5 separate regions of the Mus musculus genome follow, and regions 1, 2, 4 and 5 are each linked to region 3. Evidence: chromatin contacts called from public HiCAR-type, HiChIP or PLAC-seq, Micro-C and promoter capture Hi-C data. All regions are on one chromosome and are shown on one strand. The core of a region is the stretch at or near the end of the contact, and the rest is flanking DNA. Distances in the headings are between cores, read along the strand shown.

The links. Promoter capture Hi-C pulls out the DNA fragments that hold promoters and counts their contacts. Hi-C and Micro-C count contacts between places; a contact is called where the count stands out from the background. HiCAR-type assays count read pairs that join an accessible place to other places. HiChIP or PLAC-seq counts read pairs in DNA pulled down with a chosen protein or histone mark.
Region 1: a HiCAR-type map of embryonic stem cells shows a contact between it and region 3, with 5 times the contacts expected there. The contact joins two enhancer-like sites. A contact is called at or near these places in 1 of 484 Hi-C or Micro-C datasets (adipose-derived mesenchymal stem cells) and 1 of 115 datasets of contacts at active chromatin or transcription factors (embryonic stem cells).
Region 2: a promoter capture Hi-C map of embryonic stem cells shows a contact between it and region 3, with 2.6 times the contacts expected there. The contact joins the promoter of Oxr1 here to the enhancer-like site in region 3. A contact is called at or near these places in 9 of 39 promoter capture datasets (cranial neural crest, embryonic stem cells, hippocampal neurons and 3 more), 11 of 484 Hi-C or Micro-C datasets (LSK cells, cerebellar granule neurons, cortical neurons and 3 more) and 7 of 115 datasets of contacts at active chromatin or transcription factors (astrocytes, bone marrow-derived dendritic cells and embryonic stem cells).
Region 4: an H3K27ac HiChIP or PLAC-seq map of embryonic stem cells shows a contact between it and region 3, with 4 times the contacts expected there. The contact joins two enhancer-like sites. A contact is called at or near these places in 1 of 484 Hi-C or Micro-C datasets (adipose-derived mesenchymal stem cells) and 1 of 115 datasets of contacts at active chromatin or transcription factors (embryonic stem cells).
Region 5: a contact with region 3 is called in a Micro-C map of embryonic stem cells, with 4 times the contacts expected there. The contact joins two enhancer-like sites. A contact is called at or near these places in 2 of 484 Hi-C or Micro-C datasets (both in embryonic stem cells) and 3 of 115 datasets of contacts at active chromatin or transcription factors (all in embryonic stem cells).

What each region holds. Positions count from the first base shown.
Region 1 is chr15:41,605,292-41,608,246 of GRCm38.p6, forward strand. The region is part of intron 2 of Oxr1 (oxidation resistance 1); the gene reads left to right. Among named protein-coding and RNA genes, the nearest start is that of Oxr1, 160 kb to the left of the region's middle. Within about 2 kb of position 1,365, at least 8 of the 459 cell types and tissues checked have an H3K27ac peak or open chromatin away from gene starts, as enhancers often do. A contact at or near this core is called in embryonic stem cells, where this site is marked.
Region 2 is chr15:41,445,941-41,449,102 of GRCm38.p6, forward strand. It overlaps Oxr1 (oxidation resistance 1), which reads left to right and starts at 1,542. Exons shown (of 17, transcript NM_001130166.1): 1 at 1,542-1,649.
Region 3 is chr15:41,161,847-41,165,143 of GRCm38.p6, forward strand. No RefSeq gene overlaps it. Among named protein-coding and RNA genes, the nearest start is that of Gm46502, 11 kb to the right of the region's middle. Within about 2 kb of position 1,930, at least 74 of the 459 cell types and tissues checked have an H3K27ac peak or open chromatin away from gene starts, as enhancers often do. A contact at or near this core is called in cortical neurons, embryonic stem cells, muscle stem cells and 2 more, where this site is marked.
Region 4 is chr15:41,624,486-41,627,597 of GRCm38.p6, forward strand. All of the region lies in intron 2 of Oxr1 (oxidation resistance 1), which reads left to right. Among named protein-coding and RNA genes, the nearest start is that of Oxr1, 180 kb to the left of the region's middle. Within about 2 kb of position 1,601, at least 18 of the 459 cell types and tissues checked have an H3K27ac peak or open chromatin away from gene starts, as enhancers often do. A contact at or near this core is called in embryonic stem cells, where this site is marked.
Region 5 is chr15:41,475,299-41,478,333 of GRCm38.p6, forward strand. The region is part of intron 1 of Oxr1 (oxidation resistance 1); the gene reads left to right. Among named protein-coding and RNA genes, the nearest start is that of Oxr1, 29 kb to the left of the region's middle. Within about 2 kb of position 1,568, at least 5 of the 459 cell types and tissues checked have an H3K27ac peak or open chromatin away from gene starts, as enhancers often do. A contact at or near this core is called in embryonic stem cells, where this site is marked.

The sequences.
Region 1 (2,955 bases), core at 115-2,614, 440 kb after region 3:
TCCATCCCTTCGGGTTCTTAAAATCTTTCTGCTTCCTCTTCTCTCCTCTTCCCTGAGCCCTGAGGTAAGCAACATTTTATATTACCTAATAAAATTAATGCTGCTTTTCTTCTCTGATACGACGTTTATAAGTGAGAAGGTGGGGAAAACACAATTCTTAAAACTTGAATATTTAATGAGATTCCTTAATTAGCATGGCGCTGCCTGCCTGGACATTGCACTTGACAGAGAACTTGCATTTGAAAGCCATAAAATCACAGTTAATTTGGAAACTTGATCTATAAAAAATATAGATTTATTATGCGCCTGAATCATGATAATCCAAGGTTTGAAGGACCTTCAGGGAGTTCTAACCTACTGTAGCTGACCTCACTCCCTTTCTCAGTTGTGACTGTTTAATCAGATCAGAATCTATAGCTCTTCTTTCCATGGATATTTAAAGGCTGAAAACGGCCAAAAGCAGGTGGTTGTATAGACTACAATTCAACTTTTAAAAGTTGTGTCACTTACTGAGAAAACTTATCAATTGTTTCTTTAGAAATGACTTCAGATCGGAGTCCACTGACTGTGGAGAAATGCCACTGTTTAATACAGGCTACATACTATTCAGTGTGCCCTGTGCCTTGTGTATTGGTCTGCAATTGCCACCACTCCTACAACATCTGCTTCTTTCTCTTTGGCAGGGTAGAGTGTCCTTGCCCAACTTTCTTTGTCCTTAACCTACAATCATGTGGGTTGGTTCATATTTTTAAACAAAAATGAAAATAGTACAAACATTACTTTGCAAGACTGTAATGTAGCACCTGCTTTGAGGGGAGTGGTGTGTGGGACTTCAGCTCAGTTTTGTCTTGGTGTGTATTTCACATGATGAATGGGCCATAATTTATTCATAGTGTGGTGAGTGCTCAGATATGTGGACGATCAATTGCCTGGGTGTTTGAAATAGATACCCGACTGAAACAGTTAAACGAGCCAGGCATTTTACCAACGCCGTGCTAGAGGCAGATTATGAAGGCACATCTTGTCACAGTGCAATGGCTCTGTGGTCTTTTGATCAAAATCATGCCTGGGCACATCCTCCCAAGTGTCTATTTCTTAAACCATTCCCTACCACCTCAAAGAATGCAGCTTCATGTCTGTCTCTCCGCATTTTCTTCTGTTTGAGGCACACAAAAGATACTCAGGAAATGGAAGCTTGGAAGTCCGCACACAATGTGACTTTTTTGCTGATGGAAGGGGAAGGTGACTGAATCATTGATGTTCAGAATTCGGACTAGAATGGAAACCCACAGGCAATCAAAACAAAAAGAGATACGTGGCAGGGCCATGAACACATCCCAAACGCTATCCTCCCTGAGAGTAAGCCGGCCACGACACAGCAGGAGCTCACTGTACAGAACAAACAGCAAATCCTACATTGCCTGGAGTTCCATTCACTGCTCATAGAAAGAGGTTTTCTCTGCTTCAAAGTAAAGCAAACCTTCAACTGATTAGTTATGATTAGTTCTAGCCCCAGTGTTTGTGAAAAGCAATTCCTTCATTATATGTCTAAGATTTATTGTCTTTAATTGTGTGTTTGTATGTGTATGTACATATTTGTGTGATGTGTTCATGAAGGTCAGAAGTGTTGAATTCCCTGGAACTGGACTTATAAGCGATTGTAAATTGTACCACAAGAGTGCTAGGATCCAAACTCAGGTCCTCTGGAAGAACAGTAAGCACTCTGAACCTCTGACCCCTGTCTCTGGTCCTTTTTTCTTTTGTCTTAATAAGGAGCAGCTCACCTAGCCATTAATCTGACTTTTTTGCTTCAAGTGGAAGTTCTCAACCTTCCTAAAGCTGAGACCCTTTAATACAGTTCTCATGCTGTGGTGACCTTAAACATAAAATTATTTTCTTTGCTACCTCATAACTGCAATTTTGCTTCTGCTACTGTTATGAATCATAGTGTAAATATCTGATATACAGAATATCTGGTAGGTGACCCCAAAGGGGTCATGGCTCACATGTTGAAAACCACTGTTCTAAACCTATATGCTAGTTTGGCAGTTCTCTATAAAGCAACAACTGAGCCTGATTCCTTTCAAAACTCCAATGTCTGAAAGTAATAGCATCTTTAAATAGCATTTAAATATAGAATTAAATAAATAGCATTAAAAATAGCATTTTAAAAAAGTTGTAAAGTGATTTGTTATAATATGATGATGTAAAGGAAATCACCTGAGGATACGAGTTTTAAAATCAGTATTCTGGACACTGTGTTTTGAATTATCTGAAATATAGGGCAACATATGAGTGCATGGTACTTGTGAACAGTTAGACTTAACTGTGATTAGAGATATTCACGTTGACTCCGAAGTTTTGTATTTTAATAAATTTTTTGTGCACATTCACCTCAAACCAGCTTTAGAATGATTTTATGTTGATTCCTTTTAATTCAAACAACAAAAATTCTTTTCAAATGCTAATTTTGTTCATTTAAATGATGTTACTGGAAAGTTTAGTTATCTTAAAATAGAGCAGGAACAGGGATATTACATACCTTTATTATGTAATTTTTTTAATTGGCTTTTTAAAACTGCCTTGGAACTAGCAACACAACTTTACTGTATATGTATCTGTAATTTAGTTTATATACATTTCTTAAGGGTTTGGTTCCTGCTTCTCAAGTTCATATTATAAGAAAATTGAAAATAAAGGAACAATTCATGCTCTCCAGTTTTACAGTTTAGTGGGTAAAGCCAAGAGTTATATCTAAATAATAAATGTGATGTAAGAACAAAGACTGTTTCCTGCCCAGAGAAGTGGGAGTCAGATACACCTAAGGATAAGACATGGCCTCAGGGATAGGGCCATCCTTGCTTAATTGTCCACCATGGGTGAGGCTTGGAGTTTGAGAGTCCAGAAAATGTTTTGTGTGTAGGATCCATGGACCACAGTTTGACTCCCAACACA
Region 2 (3,162 bases), core at 292-2,791, 280 kb after region 3:
TTAGCTGCACTGAAAACTGCGCCTAGTTTCCTGATTTCTTACTCTAACTACAGCTATGGATTTCAGGAAATAATAGGTTATATTTAAACTTGGGTAATTTCTCATCCGGCAGATTTTGGGTTCAATTAGGTATTATTTCAGGCAACAGTTGTCTCCAGGCTTCAACGTCCTCTTCTGTCAAATAAAAGCAATGAATTCTTAACTGATGAATCTAATTTGGTGACTTCCAGAGAAAAAGCTAAAACTATAACTTGACCCAGGAAATATGTGAACATCTCATTCTTATAATTGAAATCTTTATTGATTTTTTCAGGGTAAAAAATAATGGGTTTCATTACGAAATGCATGTACATCACTATGCTTTTCTCAAATTCATTTCTTTTCCTTTTCAGTATAAATATTTCCTCCTCCCCTTTCCTCTTGGCTTTCGTTTTACAGACTGATGGACGTTTCACTTTCAAAGGAGAGAAGAGATAACACTAGTTGTCAGCAATTGAGGTGGGGTATCCTGGAGATTAATAGTGAGAACCCACTCACTACCAGGTTTTGAGAGGCCTTTGGGCTGATTTGCTGGTCGGATTGATGCAGTCTCATCTTGGCAAAGGGACCGACTTCCTTCAAGAAAGGGCCGAGGTCCAGTCTACCTAGTTGTACTTTGGCCCCTACCCCTACTCCTCTCTCATAATTTCCCAGGCAGAGTTGGAAAGGTGGGAGCGGTGGAAGTAGAAGGCAGCAGGCAGGGAAAGTAAATTACAGTTCAGGCAACAGGAACAGTGCCTCCAAGGTCAGGCTGAGTGTCAACTAATTATGTAAAATCCTGCGGAAATAGAAGTCGGGGAGAAGCCCAGCCTACTCTTGTATTTAAGGAGATCTTTCCAGAGCCCCTTTCAACCCACAGCCCCATACCTTCACCCTTTGGCCAGATCTTTGTATTTTGCCCGCCTTCCTTGATTTCTCGTTCCAATTCCACCAGAATAACCCTGAAAACTTTTTTCTTCCTCTTGGTAAGTCAGTAGCAGAGGAGCTTTCCCATAATTTCAGACCAGTATCTTCTCGATGTCTCTGTCTAAGGCCCTGAGGCTAGGGCTGCTGGGCAGCTCTGGGGACCGGGGACGGGAAGGGGTGCCATACCCCGCAGCCTGGAGTTGGGACTCTGCTCTGGCTACCCTGGCAGGTGTCTGTTCTTGGGGCACGGTTTCCCAGGGCAGGGGTCCAGGAGGACGCCAGCTCCCGGAGCCCGAGAGTTCGCTGCGGGGACGCGCGGAAAGGGGGTGCGCTGGCAGCCGGTAGCTTCCTTCCGCAGGAGCTATTTTTAGCAGGGCTTCGCCCCCCCTTTTCCCGGAGCCGCCGGCGTGGTCGCCTCCAGCTCGTGGCCGTCGCTCTGCAGCTCGGCGCCGCCTCCCCCGCCGCGGATGGCTCTTGGTAGCTTCCACGCGGGCAGGTCCGGAAACTGAGCAAGTCTGCAAGCGCTCCGCGGCCCCGGCGGCGGCGACGGCGGTGGGGGCAGAGCTGGGCTGCGTCAGGCTGAGCGCAGTCCGCGCGCGGCCGCGGGAGCGCAGTGCCAGCGCCGCCCGGCCCCACCGAGAGGGGCGCACTCGCCGCTACGGGGCTCGCACCGCTCGCCGCAGCCCCCTCCCGCCGACCCGCAAGTAAGTTTGTGCGGCTGCTGGGCGCCGCCGGGGCGAGGGCTAGGCGCTGGGGGAGCTGGGGATGGCGAGCGGGAAGAGCGCCTGGACACCCGGAGAGCGGGCAGCCTTCTGCCTCCGGAGTCCCGCGCTTCTCCCAACCGCTGGGCAGGTAGAGAGCTCCTGCTTACAAGGATGCTCTAGCAAAAGCTATAATGAGCAGACCCCGGAGGGTAGGACTGGCTCAGGGTTCAGGTGTGGGTCACTCTGGAAGGAAGAAGGACCGCGGATGAGGGAGCGGACCCGGCAGGCCAGGAGCCGGCTAGTGCCCGATGGGGAAGGGAAGGTTTGGAGAGCAGGGACCTGCCTGGGAACAGCCAAAAAGGGAAAGTGGTGTCCCTAGGACTGACAGAGGGTCAGAGAGCAAAATAGAAGGGCGGTGTGTCCTGAACCAGGATGACAGAAGGGGAGATAGATGGAAAGTGGGGCGTGTGAAAAGCGGATTTGTAGGAGAGTAAAGGACGCCAGTGGAAGGGTCAGTGGGCGCCTGATGGGCGGGTGAACTTGGTTAATTCGGGGAATCAGAACAAGCTTAGGTAGATATGATGGAAAGAGGCAGATTTAATTCAAGCCTCCGGAGGGAGTGTGTGAGGCAACACGTTGTGAGAACCAGCGGGTTTAGAAAGTGGCCTGGAAGGGAGGGCTGGAAAGGTGATGAGGGATATGGGGGAATGTGAGCAGGGAGTGGGGTAGATTCATGCCTAGGATAGGGAGGAAGGGGAGTTGCAAACCTGTGCATAGGGTTGGAGGCTTCCGTGAGTCAAGTCCCATGGTAGAGGTTTAGAGGTACTTCTCTGAGGTTCCTCTTCCATCTCCTATCTGGTTTGGAGGCTCCTAGGATCCTGGACAGAGATGAAGCAGGGAGGAAGGTAGTCACTTAAGGGGAGCCACCAGTGCTTTCGCTTACCGGATTGTGTATCCGGGTTCCTTTTAAGCAATGTGGGGCTGGGTTTGTGCGTTACACAGAGGGGGAGTGGTGTGTGTTCTAGGCCAAGGGGATCCCTAGTCTCCTATGGGGAGGGGGAATTTGTGTTTTGGGCTGGTTAGTAAGGTAGAAGTCTGCAGCGTGCAACACGCAGCAGGGGGTGTACATGCATGCGCTTTGCAGGTGCGTGGTGCAGGCCAGGGGTCCTCCGAGCTGTGCAGTCTGTCTCCACGACTGGGAGATCAGGACTCTGGACGTGGTCCAGGACAGGATTAAGGGAAACGTGCTTCCGCTTCCAGTATGTCTTCTGCCTCCTTTTGCTGGTTACATTCTTTCTGGCCCAGTGATGGGTTTCCATAGCCTCCCTCTGGTTACCTTTTATTTGAAACCTGATGCTGTTTGTCTCCCCTGATTTCTGTGCTTAGAGGATGCATCTCAGGCAGGGTTGTTCCCATCTTTCTACTCAGGGAAGGAATCTGAGAAGTCCCTGATGTCACAGGGGCTCTGGAATCATGGGGCCTTCTCAAAGGACATGATGATCATAACATCTGT
Region 3 (3,297 bases), core at 680-3,179:
CAGGGCCAAAAAGTGGGAGTGGGTGGGTAGGGGAGGGGGGGGGGTCGGAGGGTATTGGGGACTTTTTGGATAGCATTGGAAATGTAAATGAGGAAAATACCTAATAAAAAATTAATTCTAAAAAAAAAAAGAATTCATTGTTCAAAAGTGCAAATCTAGATGGCAAATGAAACACAACTCAAGATCACAGAAGGCATAGAACCCCAGACTAAAGGTCAAAATGATGCCCTAAATTCCTTTAATGAACACCACTTTTGCTGTCTCCATTGCTTGCTTTCTCTGAAACCCAACAAGTGACGCGTTTTATTTCTTCCTCTTCCACAACTGGATCCTACTTTATAAAGTCAAGTACCAAGCGGGCTGTTGTAAACAGAAGTATTTAGGAAGCCTTCAGACAGGGAACAAAAACAAAAAAAAACAAAAACGCTGCCCTAAGATGCCTGTATCTTAAAGCAGAGGCTAAATCGCTCCTTTGTTTCTGCCTTGTTTTCCTTTAGTCCTCCATAAAACTCCTAATCCAAGATGAGAGATGTAAACAGGAAGTCGGAACTCCTCCTGGAAAACCCGCTCTCTCTGCTGCGAGGAATCTGAAAAGCACCATTCATCCTAGCAGCAGTGTCCCAGCCAACATTGTAGGAAGCGCTTGGCTTCTGCATTTGGAACATGCATCGAAAGCTTGTTTTCCATTCAGTGCCACAACGACAGGGGCCAGAGCATCTCAGCACATAAAATGCATGTCCTGCACCTTGGAAAGAGCTACTGAACTCATCCCAGGATGAAATGGAAGTCAAAGGGAGGATTTTCAGCTTAACTTAGATGCAGTTTATTCTTTAAGATACTAAGAGTGAGAACAAAACCAATTACCGCAGTATTAGGTAAAAGGTGTTAACTCGTACTTTTACAAAAGATGTTCTGCAGGGTTTGTAGTGGTTAGTGAAAGTTATGTAAGTAGGGGTATGTGTGTGGTTGGGGGAGTGTATGGTTAAATAAATTCAGATGGGAAGTTCAAATAAGTTCATTTCCTTTGGTTGGCCCTGTAAGTAAATTAACTAAGCATTTGGAACTTTGGCTATGGTGGATAAACAAATGTGAAAACGGCTCGCATTCCTTTTTTTCTTTTCTTTCTTAAATTATAAAACTTTCTCTTTGACTGATCATATCCAGGCGCGGTGTGCTCTTCTAGCCACAAGAGGGCAGCAACACTGTATTCTGAACCAAATGCTTCTGTAGATGCGCAAGACTGGCTCCAAATAAGTGATTCTCAAACTGTGGGTCGCGACCCGCAATTTTTTCAAGGGGGCTCCTAAGACCATCAGAAAACACAAACATTTACATTCATGCTACTAGCAAAATTACAGCTATGAAGTAGCAATGAAAATAATTTTATGGCTGGGGAACATGTTACAAGATGAGATACTATATTAAGTGATACCAAAATTAAGTTGAGAATCACTACTCTAAATAATCATACTAACAGTATAATAAATATATGTCCTTCTCCAAATGGCTTTTTGAATTCTGATGGTATTTTATGGCTGAAGATTTTTGAACTAAATGCCTTCAAAATATGTCCGTACAAATGAGACTATAAGAAACATGTAATAATTTTAGTAAGTGAATTTCAATGCCTTAAAGGAGCAAATATTTTAAAGGTTCTTTAAAATTCATTTTTAAAGATCACAATGTTAAAATTACCACAGTGACCTTTCCAATAATTTTTAATGCTCTTAAAGTGAACATGGAAGAGTTAACATTTGTTATGGTTACAGACCTTTTTATTTTAAAAAAAAACCATATTTTAAAACAGTGAAGTCAGTAAATAAGAAAACTTGTGAGGAATAGTTCTAATAACAGACACTGTTTGGATAGCTACCTGTCTGGATATTGAAACTGTTTTTCTTTTCTGTTTAGGATAAAGTAGTTGCATTATTTAGCCACTAGGTGGTGCTGCTCTTTAAATAACTGCCGCAGATACTTTGTAGCCCTACAGGAAGTTCATGTAATTAATGGAGAACCGAGAATTTTTCACAAAAGAACGGAATTGCTTATTCGAACAACCTCAGCCCACAGCAGTTACTCATTTTTATCCTTGAACTTGCTCCTTCCATTTCTCGGGCAACAAAAACAACTGCCATTTTATTACCTTCGACTTTATGAAAGTAAATGAAAACTGTTTCCCAATTCGAAGGGAAGCAGAGAATTCAAAGGATTCACCCACCTAATGGTGTGTTGAAGAGGCCAGTTCAGGACCTTTGGAAAATGCCACCAGACCCCTCCCCTCCTGGAAGAAAAAAGGTCATGGAACACTTAGGCACCCCTCCCCTCCAGAAAGGAGGGGCTAATTAACATTCCTCAGCCAAGGTGGGGCGGGAGACACTGATCAACCTCTACCTGCAGGCTGGGGAGGTCCAAAGGAGGTAAACACATTCTGTAGGACAGACCTACAGACAAGGCCACCTACAGACAAGGGAAGTTCTTGCCACCTCATTCCCCTAGTGACCAATCAGTTTAAAAATTACACTGTTCTGCCAATCACATTGTGACTAATGGCTGCTGCTCCGAAAACTGTATAAAAAACTCCCTGACTGGGCTGCTTGAGGCTGCCTCTCCTTCCGGTGCAGGATGACCCCAAACGCATTGGAACAATAAATTCCTCTTGCTTTTTGCATGCTTCCCCCACTCTGAGTGGTTCAATCAGGGGTCCCCAGTAAGCTAAGGCTCATCAGAGTCTTACAATGCCATCTTCAGATTCCAAAGTAACTAGATGTGCTGGGAGCGCAAACTTAATCCCTATTCATCAAAAGTCGCTCTGTTTAATTTTGGTCGCACAAATGACATCGTTATAAATAAACCTAATATGCTATCAGTCAATTATAAATGTTCAACTATTTCATAATAAAATACATTTCATAGTGGTCACTATTTGTATAGCTGAAAAAAATCCATCCTATTATGAAATATGGCAAAACTGATATGGGTTAATAACGTGTTGTAAAACTACTAATGGATAAAAACGTCTGACACTGAAGTCTACAGAAGCAGTGGGAAGGTTTTAGGTTCATTTTCCTCCTCGTCTAGTCATTAAATTAACCACCTCCAGGTTTTCACCTCAGTCCCCAGCTTGGAGGAAAAACAAAGAACAAGAAACTGCACCCATTTAATTCCAGAAGCTACATACAGCCTTCTTTTGTTGATATTATCAAGGAAAAAAACCTACCACCCCCACCCCCCACCCCACCCCACCTACGCCCACCCCTTCCGCAGTGATGGCTAAGTATCCTTGAACTTCCGTGCTTC
Region 4 (3,112 bases), core at 351-2,850, 460 kb after region 3:
GAGGTGTGAAATCACTCTTCCTTTGAGACCTATTTTTGTTAAGTAGAACAGGGCTCTCTGAGCAGTATCATTGTGAGACATGTTGCTTTGAACCACAAATATAGAGATGAAGCTGTATTTTTTTTCCCTAACCATATCTTGTACCACCAAAGGCATATTTGCACTGATGTATTTTGTTTGTTTTAAATACACACACACACACACACACACACACACATACACCCCTGCACGCACGCACACTTGCATGCACGCACATGCACATAGCATTCCCTGTTTAATTATCTGAAAACTTTCAGTGGGATTAGAGCACAGGACTGTGGTCAATGTGCTTATATCAAGTCCTAGGACCAGGAGCAGCTGCAAAAAAAGGGGGGGAACAGGTAAAATATCTGTTGGACAATAGGGTATGGGGGAAGACACAGTGCCACACTGTACCACGAGCCATAGAAAATTAAAGGCCCAATGTGAGCAGGTATTACCCCAGGGCTCTGGCCTACTCTCAGAGGAAGGTGTATAGGCTGTCACCGTAGTCGTGTGTCAGCACACAAGAATGATGACTTCAGCTTGCCTAGTTTGGCCTGTGTTTAGGGAAACTGGAGGAGCTGCTGTCATGTGGCGATGTGGATGGCCTGTGTGCCCTGAGGGAAATGCACACATAGGACACATTTATCATGGAAACTGCGGTAGTCTCTGTTGCTGGTTCTGGAGTCCGATGGCTCTCTCTGACTCTGGGCTATCACTCATTTCTCTCCATTCCTTTCTGACATCCTTCCCGATGCTGAGCTCCATATGTGAGCCTCCCAATTTCTCCTATGTTAATTTTGATAGCCAGAGCTCCTCTGTGCATTGCTCCTGCCTGGGAGTCCTCCATCAGCCGTCTCACTGTGATTACTGGCATGCTTTATAACTCCTTCCCATTCCCAATTTCTCTTTACTGACTTCTATGAGTGCTTAGCTCAAATTTTCAGTTAATATTTTACACAAACCACAGTTCACTGTCATTGACGTCCAGGTACTTCCCGCACACTTTGACTTATCTGGAATATTAAATGATCCATACAATTAATATGTCTATGTGTCACTTCTTTTCAACCTTCACAGCGAGCTCCTATGAAAATGTTTCTCATGTAAAACTTTCCACTTTCAGGGCTGAAAATGACTAGTGCATGCTGGTAACATTTTCTATGATGAGGAGATGTAGAATGGGGCTCTATGGTTAATAGTGGCTGGGTCAAGGAGCAAGGCTAACTCAGGGGTGTATAATCTCCTGTGAGTTAGAGGGTGTCATCTGACATGTGCCTGTGAAATGAAACCCAGAAGGAACAACTCGTGAGGAGTAATTAAGATGGCCAACTTGGGGCTTTAGATCAACTCTCACGAAGCACATACTCAAGTAGGTAAGTGGCCACTTTTATTCCACATTTTAACAGTGGACTGCAAAGGAAATCCTGTGACAAGCTACATAAGTTATATCCGCTTATATTACCAGGCTCACGACAGTTTCTCAAGCTTTCTGGTGTCACATTTACATTAGAAGTGTCTGCTGAGAGTGAGCAAGTGACATGGTTACCCTCACCATAGTTTCCTGATCTCCTTCGATGGTGTCAGCTCAGAAAGACCTCAGAGGAAAACTTTAAATAGAAATCCAGACTTTCGGCACAGCTGCCTCCAAGCATCTGAAGTAAAATGAGAAGAAAGTCAGAGCCAGAACTGACACGTAATCAGGTGTGGTTTCCCTCAGCACTCTATGGCCATCTTGGGGGTGGGGTCTCTGCAAACACCAGGGCTGTCAGAGTAACATTTGGTGCGAGACAAGAAGGAAGTCCAGTTCAACACAACTCAATAGCTGGTGATGTCCCAAAGTTGTAGGGTGTGACCTTGATCATTTTAATTTAGGCATATTTAAGTATAGCACAATTTTGGGAAAAGAGTCTCCTGGTGATAATTGACTCAATCCTGTGTTAATTAGAATTAACAAAGTGTTTACATTGAAACTCTTTACAAAGTACATGTGGCTTTTCCAGAAAGATGTGTTATGTTGGTTAAGAAACAGTGCTCAAGGTCAGGGTCTAAGGAGAATGATGTATAAATATACAATTCTGTGGGAGTCAGGAGAGGCCTGGCCCTACAAATAGCATAGAAGTTACTGAGGCTGTTGTGAAGTACAAATGACATCTCCCAAAAGGATAGGTTTTATTCACTGAGATAAATGTCTAGGGAGGAAGAGTCTGGGATAAACAAACATGGTAGCCTGGGGGATTCGGGTGTGGCCTGGTCCTATAAATAGCACAGATCACCAGGCTATTAACTACATCCATTGCTAGCTTTCCCAGTGGAGAAAGGGTAAACGTCTCCTCTATCTGGAGATCATCTAGCGTGTTTAGCATTCCTGGTTTTTCTAGTGCTTATCTGTGACCACAGCACCTTGCGCTCTATGTGCTTAAGCTCTTAGGTGTGTGCACCACGAACATGTTACCAGCGGGTCGCCTAAATGATGCTCAGTGTAAAAGAAATACCTATTGTTTACTGTCCTGCCTCCAGGCCCGGGACAGTGAGGCAAGCTCCTTCATGTTTTAAGCTATTAACCACAGGTCTTCTTTCCAGTGGAAAAGCTAATTGTTTTATAAAAGACATGCTTCTTCAAAGACCTTGAGTTCCCAGAATAATTAATCCCCAAAGTACTACATATCATGTATAATAAATAGTATATCAATGTTATGGGGTGGGGATATTAATGTTTTAATGAAGTTCACCAGTCCAGAATCATAAGTGGGGTAGCCAGGTTTCTCAAGCCCTGAGCAGGGACAAAAGACTTCACATAGGGATTTATACTAAAATATTTTTTCAATGTTCATTATAATTTTTCTAAATTGTGAAAGTCTATATTTTTGTTAGTTCATTTTTTTTGTTGCTGTGATCATGTGTCATAACCAAAAACAACTTAAAGGGAGGAGGAGTTTGTTTGGGTGTATGATTTCCAGACTGAGAGTACCTAATCCTAGGGATGGCGTGGCAGCAGGCAGCCCGGGCTGGAGGCCTAGAGTTCATATTCCCAACCAGCAGCAGGAAGTGGAGAGTGTGAATCCAACATAGAGATTGTCTGTAACCTCTA
Region 5 (3,035 bases), core at 318-2,817, 310 kb after region 3:
TGTAGAGTCTAAGCCAGGAGTTATTCCAAATGAGTAAAATCCCACGACTAATAAAAAAGCAATAATTAATAAGGAAAGAGGCCATGGATTTAAAGAGAGAGCAAGGGTGGGCATGTGGGAAGGTTTGGAGGGAAGGAAGGATGGGAGAAATGTGATTATATTAGAATCTTAAGAATAAAATGTAAAAACAAAATGGCATAGTTGTCCAATTTATTTTAAAGTGAGGGGTACTAGCTTGAAAAGATCTATCCAACCAAATTCCCCACTTTGTTTAAGGTATCTAGACTCAAGGCTAGGTAATATTAATATGATGGGAGCTATGTGTTGTTTAATTTTCTCAAGGCATTAGAGCCAGCATGATGGCTCAGAGAGTAAAGACTCATGCCACGAAGCCTGATAACCTGAGTCCGTTTCCAGAACCCGTGTGGTAAAAGGAGAGAACCATTGCCCATGGCCACAGCTTGTCCTCTGAGGTCCACATGCATGCTGTCACACACAAGCCACCTCTTCCCAGAAATGAATGAATGTAATAAAATATTAGAAAATCAAACACAAATCCAGGTGGGCTAAATTATTTTTAATAATACCCTTTTAGCTCAATGTAATAATAAAAATCATTTTAATTTATAAGCAATATTGAAAAGGATTTTTGTAATATTTACCGCTTTTGTAATATCTTCAAAATTCAATTCATACATTTCATTTCAGAACCTATCTCAGTTAAATTTAAAAGTGAAACTCCATTGAGTTGGCCCTTTTTAAGAGCTCAGTAGGTACTTCTGGCTATTGGCTGACATATTGGCCGCCAAGTTCTAAATAGTGTGCATTTTAGGGAAACACTGTTACAACTTCCACCTTTGAGTAGAGAGAATTCCCTTTCTGCTGTTGCAGTCAGAGGTTGGAAGTCATCATAATATGATTAACTATTTCTCCTACTTCAGTTAATACACAGAGAAAAGCCCCACACTCAGTTTATATTCGTTCTTTTGTTTGAGATTAAAAAAAAAAACTATGGCAAGAATTACCTTTCATTTTCTACCTTTTATTTTAAGTGGTATAATGTTTTAAAAAGAAAACAATGAAAGCTAAACTCAGGAATTCCATGCTTCTGTCTTCTGAGTGAGCAGAAATTACTAGTTAGGCCCAGCTAAAATTATTATATAAAAAAGTTATATTCACTGATGTTGAATGTGTTATGGCACCTTATCTTCCCAAGTGCTGCCTCTGTTAATTAATTACGCTTTAATAATTTAGGCCTATGCCGTATTCACTATTTTATTTGCAAAACCTGTGATACCTCAATTCTCTCCTCTAATATTAAAACGATAGCCATAAAATTATGTATCCGTAGCTTAAATAGTAACATGGGTGGATGTGGATGTCACATTGTGTGTGTGTTTGTGTGTGTTTGTATGGGTGTGCGGTTTATGTGTATGTGTGCACACATGGGTGTGGGAACACACCACGTTCATGCTGGAACAGGCGGACATCCAGCGCCTTCTGTCTCTTTCTACCTTGTGTTTTGAGACAGAGTAGTTCACTGAAACTGACACTCAGTGAGCTCACTGATTGACAGCACTGACTGGCCAGTAACTTTGCTGGGTCCTACCTCTGCTTCCGGGAGCCCAGCCTTGTGGTGCAGTGGCTGTTGATTATCTTTTGTTTTTGTTTTTGTTTTTGTTTTTGTTTTTGTGGGTGATTAAAATCCAATCTTTGGACCCCCTGCTTATACTGCAAGCTTTACCCACTGGCTAGCTCCACATTCCCCACACATTATGGAGTTTTACTTTTTCGTGAGGGAGATTTAGGAAAGTACTTGAACATGTTAATAGCTTAGAAGAATCAAGCTTTCTAATTAGATGAGTGTAAAGACGCCTAGCGGTAGGTTTAGGAATTACTCAGAGACTGCGTAGTTCTTGCACTGCAATGAAAATCATATTGGATGTGTTTTACACTAACTTGAGAAACATTACATTAAAACATTATTTAATGCTTTGTTTAGCTGTGGAAGAAAGATAGTTTCCTAAGTTCATTTTTTCAAGCCCTTAGGTATTCCCCAGACATGATGCCCGCCTTATCCTCCTATTTTCTCTTCATGCTTGGTTTTTAAGTTTTCACCACAGCTTTTGATTTCCCTAGGCCCAAGTGTCTTTTGTGATCAGTGTCTGTCAAAGACTCAGTTTGTGTTCTGTGTTTTTACTTCATTGCTATTGTAAACCAGCATCTGGGGTCCTTCATTCTGCTTCATAAATTGCAACTGGTACGGAGAGTTTGATTTGCTGGTTCTAGCCTCGAGTCACAGTGCATGGTCTGGTTGAAGACTCATCATCTTCTCCTCTTCCCTGCTGGTAGACTGGAGGGTGTCTCCTTGGCTTGGGCTTTGGGGACCTGCTCTGAGTTTTCTGTTGCTTCCACGTTCTTGAGGATTTTCCGTCTCTGCGGACGTTTTTACTATAACACAGCATGAATTACATTTTTATTTTGCATTTGGAAGACCCTTTGATACTATTATACAGATTAATGTTTGAAACTTTCCTGCACCTATATGACTTGCTATTGGTAACATTAAAAAAAATGTCTTTTCTTGTGGCTTCTAACTTGTAATTTTGGACATAAAGGTAGATTTAGTATCCATAAGAGATAATAATAGGAGAGAAAAGTGCATACATGTTCAAGGAATGCCTGAAGGTTAACAAAAATGAATGTAGGGGATTCTCAACCTCCATAGCTCAACAAAAGATTAAATAGTACTTCAATCTAATGTTTCTCAGATTAGTCTAAACTATATCAAATGTGATTTTTTTTATTATAGTGAAAGAATAATGATTTTGTTCACAAGGCACTGATATCTAAATTCTTAAAATTAATAGTTTTATTCTATTATTATTCACAATAAAGCCATTTAAGGCTGGAGAAAAATAACTTGGTTGCATTATGCAGTTAGGGACCTAGGATAAGTTAGTGCCCTTATTCAAGTCACATGGAAAGTTTTACTTACATAACACCTGTGTGTAGATTTTTATAGCATGTATTTT